Regions from separate parts of the Mus musculus genome. Here region 2 is linked to region 1. A link is a contact called in public promoter capture Hi-C data. All regions are on one chromosome and are shown on one strand. The core of a region is the stretch at or near the end of the contact, and the rest is flanking DNA. Distances in the headings are between cores, read along the strand shown.

Evidence for each region. Promoter capture Hi-C pulls out the DNA fragments that hold promoters and counts their contacts.
Region 2: a promoter capture Hi-C map of liver shows a contact between it and region 1, with 4 times the contacts expected there. The contact joins the promoter of Plek2 here to the promoter of Plekhg3 in region 1. A contact is called at or near these places in 2 of 39 promoter capture datasets (frontonasal cranial neural crest and liver) and 1 of 9 other capture datasets (embryonic stem cells).

What each region holds. Positions count from the first base shown.
Region 1 is chr12:76,530,377-76,535,933 of GRCm38.p6, forward strand. It overlaps Plekhg3 (pleckstrin homology domain containing, family G (with RhoGef domain) member 3), which reads left to right and starts at 3,184. Exons shown (of 19, transcript NM_153804.4): 1 at 3,184-3,442. It overlaps Mir5135 (microRNA 5135), which reads right to left and starts at 2,836; the gene lies at 2,758-2,836.
Region 2 is chr12:78,904,010-78,909,566 of GRCm38.p6, forward strand. It overlaps Plek2 (pleckstrin 2), which reads right to left and starts at 2,929. Exons shown (of 9, transcript NM_013738.3): 1 at 2,882-2,929. The coding sequence starts at 2,923.

The DNA.
Region 1 (5,557 bases), core at 1,934-4,433:
TCCAGGCTGGAGTCTCTATGTGGCCCTGAAAGCCAGGATCAAATGCCTGGCAATTTTATTTTCAGTCCTAGTCACAGAACCTCATACATGTAACTGAAGCAATCTGCCACCGGGCTTGCAACCCCTAGACCTTCACTCTTCTAATACAGAAAAGTTTGATACTGTGAAGTTTATCATCTTTTTCCCCCCTTTTGTTGTATGTGACACACTTTTTCTTGTTTTCTGTGGTGCTGGGCTTCAAACTCAGAGCCCTGTCCACGCTAGGCTCTGCTAAAACGCAACTTGCAACCCTGAAAGCACAGATTTCTGAGTGTAGTAGGGTCACCTTTGAGAAGGATTTCTTCCATGTTTGGGGATGAAGTTCTGTCAGCAGCAGCAAGCCATGGCCCCTCCTCACAGCCCGGGATCACAGCCCCAGGGGATCTCTTGCCTGTGTTTACATCCCTCCCTTTCCTGATGTTCACAGTGGAGCAGCAGAAATGACAATTGTGAAAACTCAATGGCCTTGGCGTCTGGGATTTGAAGCTTTCATGCGAGGCTTGGTAGCAGGCGGTCAGAGGCAAGGGATGAGAAACTGCATTGGTTCCCTGTGAGTCATCTTGACTCTGGTTGTTTGGTTTTCTCATCCATAAACTAGGGAGAACACCTCCATTCTCCCTTCCAAGTGGAGGGGCTGAGATGATGAATTAATTTGTATTTGTTAGACACCCTGAGACCTCAGATTAAAGGCATTACTGAGACTCAAGGTGTTATTATAATAATAAATGATTTAATAGCAGGGCGAGGCCGCTCGCTGAAGCAAGAGCTGGTGGGAAGGCAGAAAGGCTCAACGCTGAGAAGGGGGCTGCGGCTCGGCTTGAGACCCTGGTCCTGACACTGACTCTTGGAGGCTTGGAGGTAGGAAACTGATTTTTTATAAAATCTTGCTTGTTTCATCTGGCTCCAGCATGGCCTTATTGAATGCTTCTTACAAGTTCTGCATAGTAAGATTACAATCTTTTCAGGAAATGGGCATATAAATTAAAGCAATTAGAAACAACTCGAGGCTTTAGAATCAAGTTCAGAATGGACTAACAAGTGTCTAGAAGGAAGTGGAGAAAGAGCTGGCTGGCTAAATGCAGTTTTCCCTGTGGGTAGAAACTCCCAGCTCTACCACCCACTAGCAGTATGACCAAGCCTCAGTTTCTCCTGTAACCGCAATTGTTCTTGTAAAATGCTCAAAGGTTAACACAGTAAGCACTCCAGTGTCGCCCCCTCAGACTACGCCCCTTGATGCAATTGATCTTGGCCAGACTGCTCCATCCTTAGAGCCTCAGTATTCTTCCTGCAAAATGGGAGTAAGTGTATTCCTGCCTTAGTGATTATAAAGTGCAGTGCACTTGGTAGCACCATTCCCTAACCATTACTATCATCAACATTTTATTTTTCTTTTCTAGCTAAGGAGCCAGTCATACATTCAAAAGTTTTAAATCTCTGGATTGGGGCTGGGGGACGTCTTTGGAAGTTGGGAGTTTAAGATTAGTAGGAAAGGACTGGTAAGATTTAACAGATTAGAGAAGAAACCAGAAACCCAGAAAGTTCGAGGTGGGAAGGAGTGGGGCTTCTCCCTTTCCCATCCCACCCCGTAGTTTTATCTCTCTCCCCCGTTCCCGGGTAATCTTGTTTCTCACCAGTGCTGTCCTCTAGTCTGCCGCTCTTCAAGCCTAACCTGTGGACTAAGTAACGTGAGCCTTACTTTCTGGCCCTCCCGCAGTCAGGAGCAAGGACTACTTTAATCTTTACTCTTCCCAGGGATCCCGTTTCAAAGTCACCTGAAAGCCATTTCCTCTCTCTCTGCCCCGCCCCTCCCCGTAAATCACTAGGTGCTTGCTTTTCCCTGGGGCAGCTTTTTTTTTTTTTTTTTTTGAGGGCAGTGGTGGAGGAGGGGATTTTATAAGCTATTTAGGATTTTCACTTGTCTACACTTGGCGGTCTAAATGCTGAGTTACTGGGGTCGATTCTCCATTCCTGTTCCAAGAACCTGGTGCCATCGTTTAACGCAGGAGTCCTACTTCTTCTGTGATCTCACACTGGGCTCCCATCTCCTACCCCTCTTCATGGTGCGTACTGGGGACAGCATCTAATGCTACCTCCCCTAAGATCTTTACCAATGAAAGATTTATTCTTAGTGAGGTGTAGTAGCGCACACCTATAATTCTAGCACTCTGGGGGATCACTCAAGAGTTCTGGGCTAGCTTGGGCTACAAAGTGTGGGCCTGTTTCAAATCAAAAAATAAAATAAAAACAATAATTAGGGCGTGGTGGTGCACACCAGTAATCCCAGCACTCCGGAGATAGAGGGTGGAGAACCATTACTCTCAAGATTACCCTCTGCCAGTCTCAGATAATTGAAATCCTGCTTCAAAAACAAAAACCACACAAAAGATTTATGTTCTTGCTCAAAATCTAACTGGTTTGTATTCTATGTGCTTGTGCTAATCATCCCCCAATTTTCCCATCCCCTAATTTCCCGGTACATGCCTTTTGTTGATAGATCGCACTCAAAATGGGGTCCACTGACATTCAGGTTCCTCGATCAGTTTTTCTCATTAACAGTCCCACTGAGCGCCGCGCCCCGCCCCGCCCCAAGTTATGCGCTTCTTATCTCTTTCTCCTCAGAAGGTAAGATTTTACAACTGTAAAGAGCCACCGAAACCTAGTTTCGGCGAGGAATTCGAGACGTGCCTTTCTGACTCAGCGGTCGTGGTGACCTGCTCCAGTAGGACCAGGACGCCCTTGCCACCTAGACCTGCGCTTCTCCTGGGAAAGTCTAGGTGGCTGGGCTCCGAGTCCTCTCTGGTCGGAACCTGGTCTGGAGGCTTTCGTTGCCCTCTCGGCGTGATATCAGGGCGGTGGCACTAGAGTAACCCCACCACGTGCGCCTTGGGATCCCAGAGTTCCAGGTGGCAAGGGGAGGCGGCCAGCGGGACCCACACGGCGGGCCACGCGCGTTAATCATTAGCCACGGCGGCCGCTGTCTACAGCGGGAGCCACAGCTCGCTCGCACCGCCGCGAAGGTTCCCCCGGGCCCCCCAGAGCCGCCAATTGCTGGATCGCAGCCGCGAGCGCAGTCTCCACCCACTGGAAACATTCCTGGTCCGCCCCTCCCTGGCTCCCTCCCTCTCCCTCTCTCTCTCCCTCCCTCCCTCCCGCCGCAGCCTGGACTCCGGCCGCAACTTCCTGCCCGGTGCTGGGGAACCGTGCGCATTTCGGGGGTCCCCCGGCGTCTGGTGCTCGCAGCGAGCAGAGGCTGGGACCGCGGGGCGGCCAGCCGTGGGCGGGAGCGGCCGGCGGCCTCTGCCGCTTCCGAGAGCGACTTTCAAACTCGAGCCCGCTTCGCGGCGCCACCTGGGCAGCCCCGCGCGCCTGGCGCGTCGCGAGCCGGCGGGGCGGCCACCGCTTGGTGAGTGTCCCTAGGTTTGCCTTTCTCTCTTTGCCCATGCTCGATTGGCTGAGTGGCAGCGCTCTGCGGAGACCCCAGGCTAGCCCTCTGTGGGATGAGGACCTGGCCCCGAGCTGCCTCGGACACACTCGGAGGAGGTTGGGTCGCGGGAAGGTCGTAAGGGGAGTCACTTTTTATCCCCACCCCGGAAACCAAAGCAGCATAGGCTTTGCAGAGTTTGAAATCCGGGCAGCTCTCGACATTCCCGCCACCCCTTCCTTGTGTGCCCTGACGCCCGTGGGCTAGTGCTTGCCTGAGACTGTGGGCTCTTCTAGAAGGACTCGCCTCTGGTCCCGCCAGCCCAGGAGTGCGCAGGCACTCAGTCTGTTCTGGGTTGGTGCCACACCGTGCTTCTGGGAATCTCAGCTGCATGTCCAGGAGGATTAGAGTGGGTGTCAGAAGCCAAGTGTCCAGGAGCTGCAAATCTAGAGCCCCTTGATGCTGCCCCTAACAGCCTCTCCTTCACTCCCTTCAACTGGTTTGGTTATTCACACCCTTCTCTCAGACCTTTGATTTGGGAAGCTTCAAGCTTCAGTCGTTCAAGATGCTCCTTTGGTGGTAACGATTTATTCTGCGGCTACTTTTGAAAACAAAGGGGGGAAAAAAAAACCGGAACAAGCCGCATGATGGTTGGAGGGTGGAGAAAGCGGCGCTGCGAGGTGGTGCTAAAAGTTGGGTGAGAGTATATCGTCTAGAGTCGCTAAACTCTTGGTAGATTAAGGGCTGTTAAGATTGTTAACCCTCCCAGCAACCGATCAGTACTAGAGCACCTTACAGAGAACCCTAGTCTTAGGGTTCCCAGTCTTCCAAACTGTGCTTGTTCAAGAGTGCATTCCAGTCACAATGAACCCTTCAGAAATAATTAGTGTGGAGTAAAATGACAGCCTGAGAGGGAGAGGCGATGTTCCCTGCTGTGCCTGGCCTTCCCCAGTCCCTCTGCTAAACTGGAATCTTGTGTTATAGATGCTCAGCATAAAACCTAGGGACTAAATACCAGAAAGCCAACTGTGGCGCTGCTGTTATTCCTTATGGTTCTGGGCTCACTGGATGGCTCACAGACCCCATCTCTCATGTAGACAGACTACTAAATGCCTGCTTGCCTCTGCTGGCCGCACTCTCTGGACTTTCCCGCTGGTGCTGGAAATCCGCTTTCACCCCTTCACTTAGTCTGGGCTGATAAGGGTGGTAGTCTGTTTTAGAGTGGCCTTGGGGCTTTTCTATTGACTTTTTATCAGAGGTGGCCCGACTAGGAGAGTGGGAAGACCACTGGGCTGAGAGTCCGACAGGATTTTTGCTAGAGGTTTAATGCTGGCTGTATTGCGTCACATCAGAGACTGATCGGGTCTGAGGCTTTTTTTCTTACATGATTGGCCTGAAGCCAGATCTCACCCTCTCCTCACTCACTTATCTTTTCTGACTCAGTTTCCATACAGAGCAGCCTTTTTTCTTTATAGGGGATGTGGTAACAATAAAGGGGAGAAGGGTGTATGAGAAGTAGTCCATAAACTCCTATCAAAAAAAAAAAATAGCTGTGTAGTGGCTACAAGGAGCCCTTACATGTTTGCTGGTTATACCCCATGTGTGACACAGGAGATGGTGGACACCAGGAGCCAATTGTGGCAGTTTACACTCTCTCTGGCTTGTAATATCATAGTCCCAGAGTAAATATTGACTTTACCAAACCCGCTGCTATCTCAGGGTCACCGTGTTTATGCTTAGAACAGGCCAAAGGCCACGGCCTGAGCGATGGCCAGACCCGGAGGGAAGGGAGGAAGGTGCTGGTCCCAGATGTAGGGCTTGCTATTCCCACCCCACTCACCACCCTGTACAGGTTCTGGTCCTGAGACTGGAGGGTGCCACAAGCCGTGACTTGCCCTGGAGGGTTAACTGTGAAGCTGCTCTCTGTTGTGTTGTGGGTGGGGAGGACCATGGTGATGGGAGGTGTTGTCTTTGCAGCTGCACTGAGGGCTGACTTCAGTCCAGCCATCCCGGGCTGTTCTCCGGCCCAGGCCACTGCTCTGTCCCGCCTCTCTGGCCAGCTGCATGTCCAGAGGCCTTTGTTAAAGTACAGAAGCC
Region 2 (5,557 bases), core at 1,679-4,178, 2.4 Mb after region 1:
TTGGTTGTGTTATTTGTTTATTTGAGACAGGGTCTCCCTCGTAGCCGAGGCTCCAACTTAGGATTCTCCTCCCTTAGTCTCCCAAGTGAGGTGTGAGCCACTACACCAGTCTTCTAGAAGTTTTCTTACATAGAAAGTATTCTGTGGCCCTGGGACGTAGTTCAGTTGGTTGAGGGCTTGCTGAGCTGGCTTGATTCCTCAGCACTGAATAAACTGCACATGACGTTACAAGCCTAGGAAGCAGCATTTGGGAGGTGGAGGCCGACGGATCAAGGAGTTCAAGGTCACCCATAACACACAGAACTTTTGAGGCCAGTGTGGACTACAAGAGACCCTGTCTCAAAAAAAACAAAAACAAAAACAAAAACAAAAAAACAAACAAATACAGATTTCCCTGCCTTTCCTTGAGATGGAGTCCTGGAGTCCTACAGTTGACATTTCCAGGTCGGCATGATGAGCAAGAGGCAAGCCTGGTGGCAACATCTGTTTTACCTCTCTACACCGTAGAGCTGTGTTCCCCGCCCCCCAACACACACACACACACACACACACACACACACACACACACACACACACACACACACACAGGGCTGCTCCTCTCCCTGAAAGCCAGGCTTGGCAAGTGCCCTATGTTTTGTGTTAAGTTTGGTTTTCTTGTCTGGGCAGGATTAGGAGCCAAATCCATCATGCCCCTGCCTGCCTGCCTCCAGCTAAGCCTTCCAGGAGACTGTTCTACTCTCTGGCTTCCAGCTCAGGTCTTCGCCATCCTGGGGCTGTGAACTCTCCTAAACCACCCAGTGCCATCACGACCCTGTAACTTCCCCAGTGGCACAGGCTTACTGCTGCCACGTGAGAGGAACGTGGATTTACGTGGCAGTGGGAGCAGGCAGTGGTCACAAGCAGGGGTCCCAAACCAGCTCCCTCACTGGGCAGGAACAAACGTGACCCCTCCCTTCCTGACACCCTGGATGCTAACCCAGGCCTCCCAGAAGAGAAGGGCAACCCTTCTTTCTCCTCAGTGTGTCAGGGTCCTGGTGAGCCTCAGCCCTCCCCTGTCTGTGCATAGTAGTGATGGTGGAGAGTCAGGTAGGGAACTCCAGGAACAGGCAGAGGCCCACAAAGCCCTATCTGAAGGGCTTGACCTGGAGGTAGCCCCACTCCTCCACGGGCTTCTACCTCAGCCTAGCAATTACCAAGCAACTCCACATAACACAGGCTCGGACATCTCACAGTCTGCAGTGCAATGGGAGTCAGAAATTCCCCACAGGCTGTCACTGTGACCTGGATGAACCATATTACCATGTATATGACAAAGACACAAAGTGAGCGTGGAATTCTGGACAGATGGACACCAGTCCACTGATCTGGCATCAGCTTCCCACCCTCCTTGCTTGTAGCTTTGAAGAAACATTGCCTCTCCTTTACCTCCCATATCACACACTGTGCAAAACAACACAGATATCTTGTAAACAGAGGATGAAAGGGACTTGAACCTTCAGGGCTAATGGGGCTGATGTAACCCAGTAAACCAATGAGGAGGACAGTTTTTTACCCTTCATCACCAAGCTTCCTGAGACTGTCAGCCCAGAACAGTAGCCAAAGGGCTCAGCCGCCAATACATATATATATGCATACATATACACACATATACATACATATGCATATACACATATACATATACATACACATACATATACATACATATACACACATATACACACATATACATGCATATATACTCATATACATACATATACACACATATACATACAAATACATGCATATATGTGTGTATACATATATACACATACACACATGTATATCTATATGCATACTATGCATGCTATTATACTAACATAAATATTCAGTATTGACATCAATGTTAAAGTAATTGTTTTAGAAGTTAGAGATCAAATCCAAGGTTTTCTGAATGCACCAAACTGTAAAAGTTCCTCTTTTAGGTTCTTTCGTTCATTTTCTACCTTGACCCTAGGCATCCTGGGAGTCCCACTGTCCCTGGTTGGACTCTTGCTTCTTCAACAAGGGTGATGAGGGAGGACTAAGGATGGAGTTCATGTCCTATCTAATACTCACCTACGCTAGACAAGCTATTTCGCCTTGCTGATGCTCAGTCTTGAGCAGAGAGAGAGAGAGAGAGAGAGAGAGAGAGAGAGAAGAGGGAGGGAGGGAGGGAGGGAAGGGTGGTGCCTTCTTTCCTTTCAAGCTGTAAATTGCACGGCATATCCATGGTGCCTTATATTTCAATATCATACTTAATTGAGACATGGCTGTGCATATGCATGGAGCACATACATTGGGTTGTCAATCATAGGCACGGCATGCAATGATCGCATAAGGGTAACTGGCAGCTCCATCACCTCAAACATTTATTAACGTTTCTTGGTGTTGGAAACATTTAAAATCCCCTTAGCTACGTGAGAATATACTCTTAACTGCGGTCAGCCACAGTTAACTCTCTACCACAGAAGGTCATTCCTACTTTCCAGCCGTACCTTTTAACTATGCTCTCTCCACCCTGCACCCACACCACTTTATGGTACTTTAATACAGTGTGGTGTGGTGTGTGTGTGTGTGTGTGTGTGTGTGTGTGTGTGTGTGTGTGTGTGGTGTGTTGCTGTGGACCAAATCCAGGGCCTTGAGTATGCTAACCATGGGTCCTGTCCCTGGCTTCGCCCTCAATTCCAGTAAATTGTTTTAAGAGATCCACCGGAGAGAGTAAGCCCTGAACCAAGCAGGACCAGCCTGTGCATGCCAGATCCGCTGGCCAGTGGGAGCACTTCGCCAGCTCGTCACCTTGTCCAACACTTGCTCGCCCCGCTGTCCCCACGGCCACGCGGGCGCGAGGCCAGAACACACTCACCCTCTTGACGAGGAAGCCTTCCTTGAGCACGCCGTCCTCCATGTCGCCAGTCCAGGTGAGCTGTCCCCGCGCTCCACCGCCGACGCCGCCCGCGCCCAGGAAGCCACTCCCTCCCGGAGACGCCCCCTGGCGCACATCCAGTGCCAGAGCCTCCCGCCCTGCGGGCAGGAAGTCTGGCCCGGTCGGGACTTCTGCTCCGACCTTCCCACGCCAGGTGCCCAGTGTGCCAACCCTACCCCGCACGGCCCGCGGTGATCGCCCAAGAACACGACCCTGGACCTCTGTCTATAGTTCTGAGCCTTTCCTGAGAGGCAGAGGAGTGTATAGAGCAAGTACGAGAATCTCAAGTTTAAGGTGACTGGCATAGTCTACAGAACACATTCTCACCTCAATGTGTACATCACACCATCCTCATCTCAAAAGCAAACAACCAAAAAGAATCAGATTTTAGCAATTCTGGGTGAGTTTAAAGAGCGTGCAAAATAATCGAGTCATCCGTGTAAGTCATATTGTAATACGATATTTTAAAATAAAAATTAACGCCTATGATGAAGAAAATATCCCGATAGAATCAACACAACGTTCTACCACATCATGTTGGCACCTGAAACAAGAAAACGACAGTGGTGCTGATCTGCATAGAATCCCTGATATCTTTGCTCAGCAGAGGGAACACCTGCTAGGCAGGACAAAGGCCCTGGGGTGTCTGGATTAGAGAGAGAGAGAGAACTGCCGGTAATGGAAAGACAGAGATGCCCTTCAGTCTGGCTCCCAGCACACCCTAGTGTCCCTATGCTGGGCTCTGCCCCACATGCCCCTGCGGTCTGTGACAAACATACATCTTCACCTGTAAAGCAAGAGATCTGGCAGTGTTGTGTTGCCAGGTAACAGCTTCCTAGATTTTAAATCCAAAGACAACAGAGGTTCCATTCTCTTTCCAATAGTGCTAGGTTTTATTTGCAATTATACCCCAACTCCAGGAGGCAAATAATGTGTTTTCCAGGAAACTGAAACTTGAAGCCATTGAAGTCACTCGGAACCATATCACACCAGGGCATTGGAAGAAATCGTGCTTCCGAATACCAGAAGGGCTCAAACCCAGAGTAGGAGAAGCTGGGAAAGTCAGATCCTATACCTGTCTACTCCTTTTAGGAGGCATGGACTGGGCCTTTTCTTTAGAAAACGGGTTCTTAAGTGGGTTCTCTGAAAGGGGGGAAGTTGGTTTTTTCTCCTGGTGGTGTTTCTCCCAGGAACAGCTAAGGCGCTTCCTTTGAGGGAAACCCCTGTCCCAGCCCACCCCGTCTGATTCACTGGACCTTCAGTGTGACTCACCTCCTCTGTCTTCCCCAGTCTGTCATGACTGCACCACCAACCTACCAAGGAACCGCGATGACATAAACCCAGCTCAACCAGAAGAAAACAGACAGCAGGAACGCTTGGACTTGGGGAGGAGGAAGGAACCTCCAGACTCAGGCAGACACCTTTTAGTTATGAAGGGCCAGGCAATGCCTATCACGTATCAGTGAGTAGAGAAAGCTGTTAGATGAGTGTTTGTATGCAATGACTCATAGCCTAATGTGAATTAGAGAGTCATTCCTTTGGCTTTGGATAAGAATCCTCTGTTTACATCCAGTAGATCCTTATTCACAATGAGCACTTTGGCTTAGTGAGTTTGTCAGAATGACCACCTATCCCTGGAGAATCAGAGCTGGAAGTGTGGGTCGAGGCAAGACAAGTCTCAAAGCCCACCCCTAGTGACACTCCCCCAGCAACGCTGCCTCATTTTTTAAAAAATTGAGCCCTAACTTTTTAACTTCCAATAGCTAGCAAGCAACTTAACCAATCACTAAAATGGTTCAAAAGGATGATTTCAATAGTTACATAAAATTTCATTATGACTTTGTCATAACCTATTCAATCACTTCCATACTGGCTGATTTAGCTGTCTTGTATTTGTTACCTTTTTTTGAGGCAGGGTCTTATTATATAAGCCAGGCTGGTCTTGCACTTAAGATTCTCCTGTCTCCGGCTGGAGAGATGGCTCAGCTGGTAAGAGCACTGACTGCTTTTCCAGAGGACCTGGATTTAATTCCCAGCAACCACACGGTAGCTCAACAACAACAACAACAAAACGTGCCTGTAACTCTGGTTCCAGGGAATATGACACCCCTCACACAGATATATGTAGGCAAAACACTAAAGCAGATGAAATAAAATAAATAATTAAAAAAACATTAACAAGATCCTCCTGCTTCAGTCTCCTGGGTGCTGGATTCGAGACCTGTGGTAAATCCTCACTACTAAGCTTCTTCCCAGACAAGCCCCCATCCCCACCCCTGTGATCTCCTCACCAGCATCCCAGTCTCTACACCAGCATCAAATATGTATTTTTTTGAAATCTGCTGATTTCCTCATGAACCAGAGACATAGGCTGTGTCATCTGTCAGGATGAACCCTGCTTCCTGGAACAACTTCCTGTGGACGTGACTGAGAACTGGAAGAAGCCTGGGCCAAGGAAGTCCCAGACAGGGGCAGTGGACATAGGGAAAGGGGGACATATGGCATCCGAGATCCTACAGTGTACCCAAAAGCACTTGAATAGGGTGTGTAGCTCAGGTACTGGGTTTGGTCCCCAGCACTGTAATAACAACAACAATAACAACAGCCCACCATAAA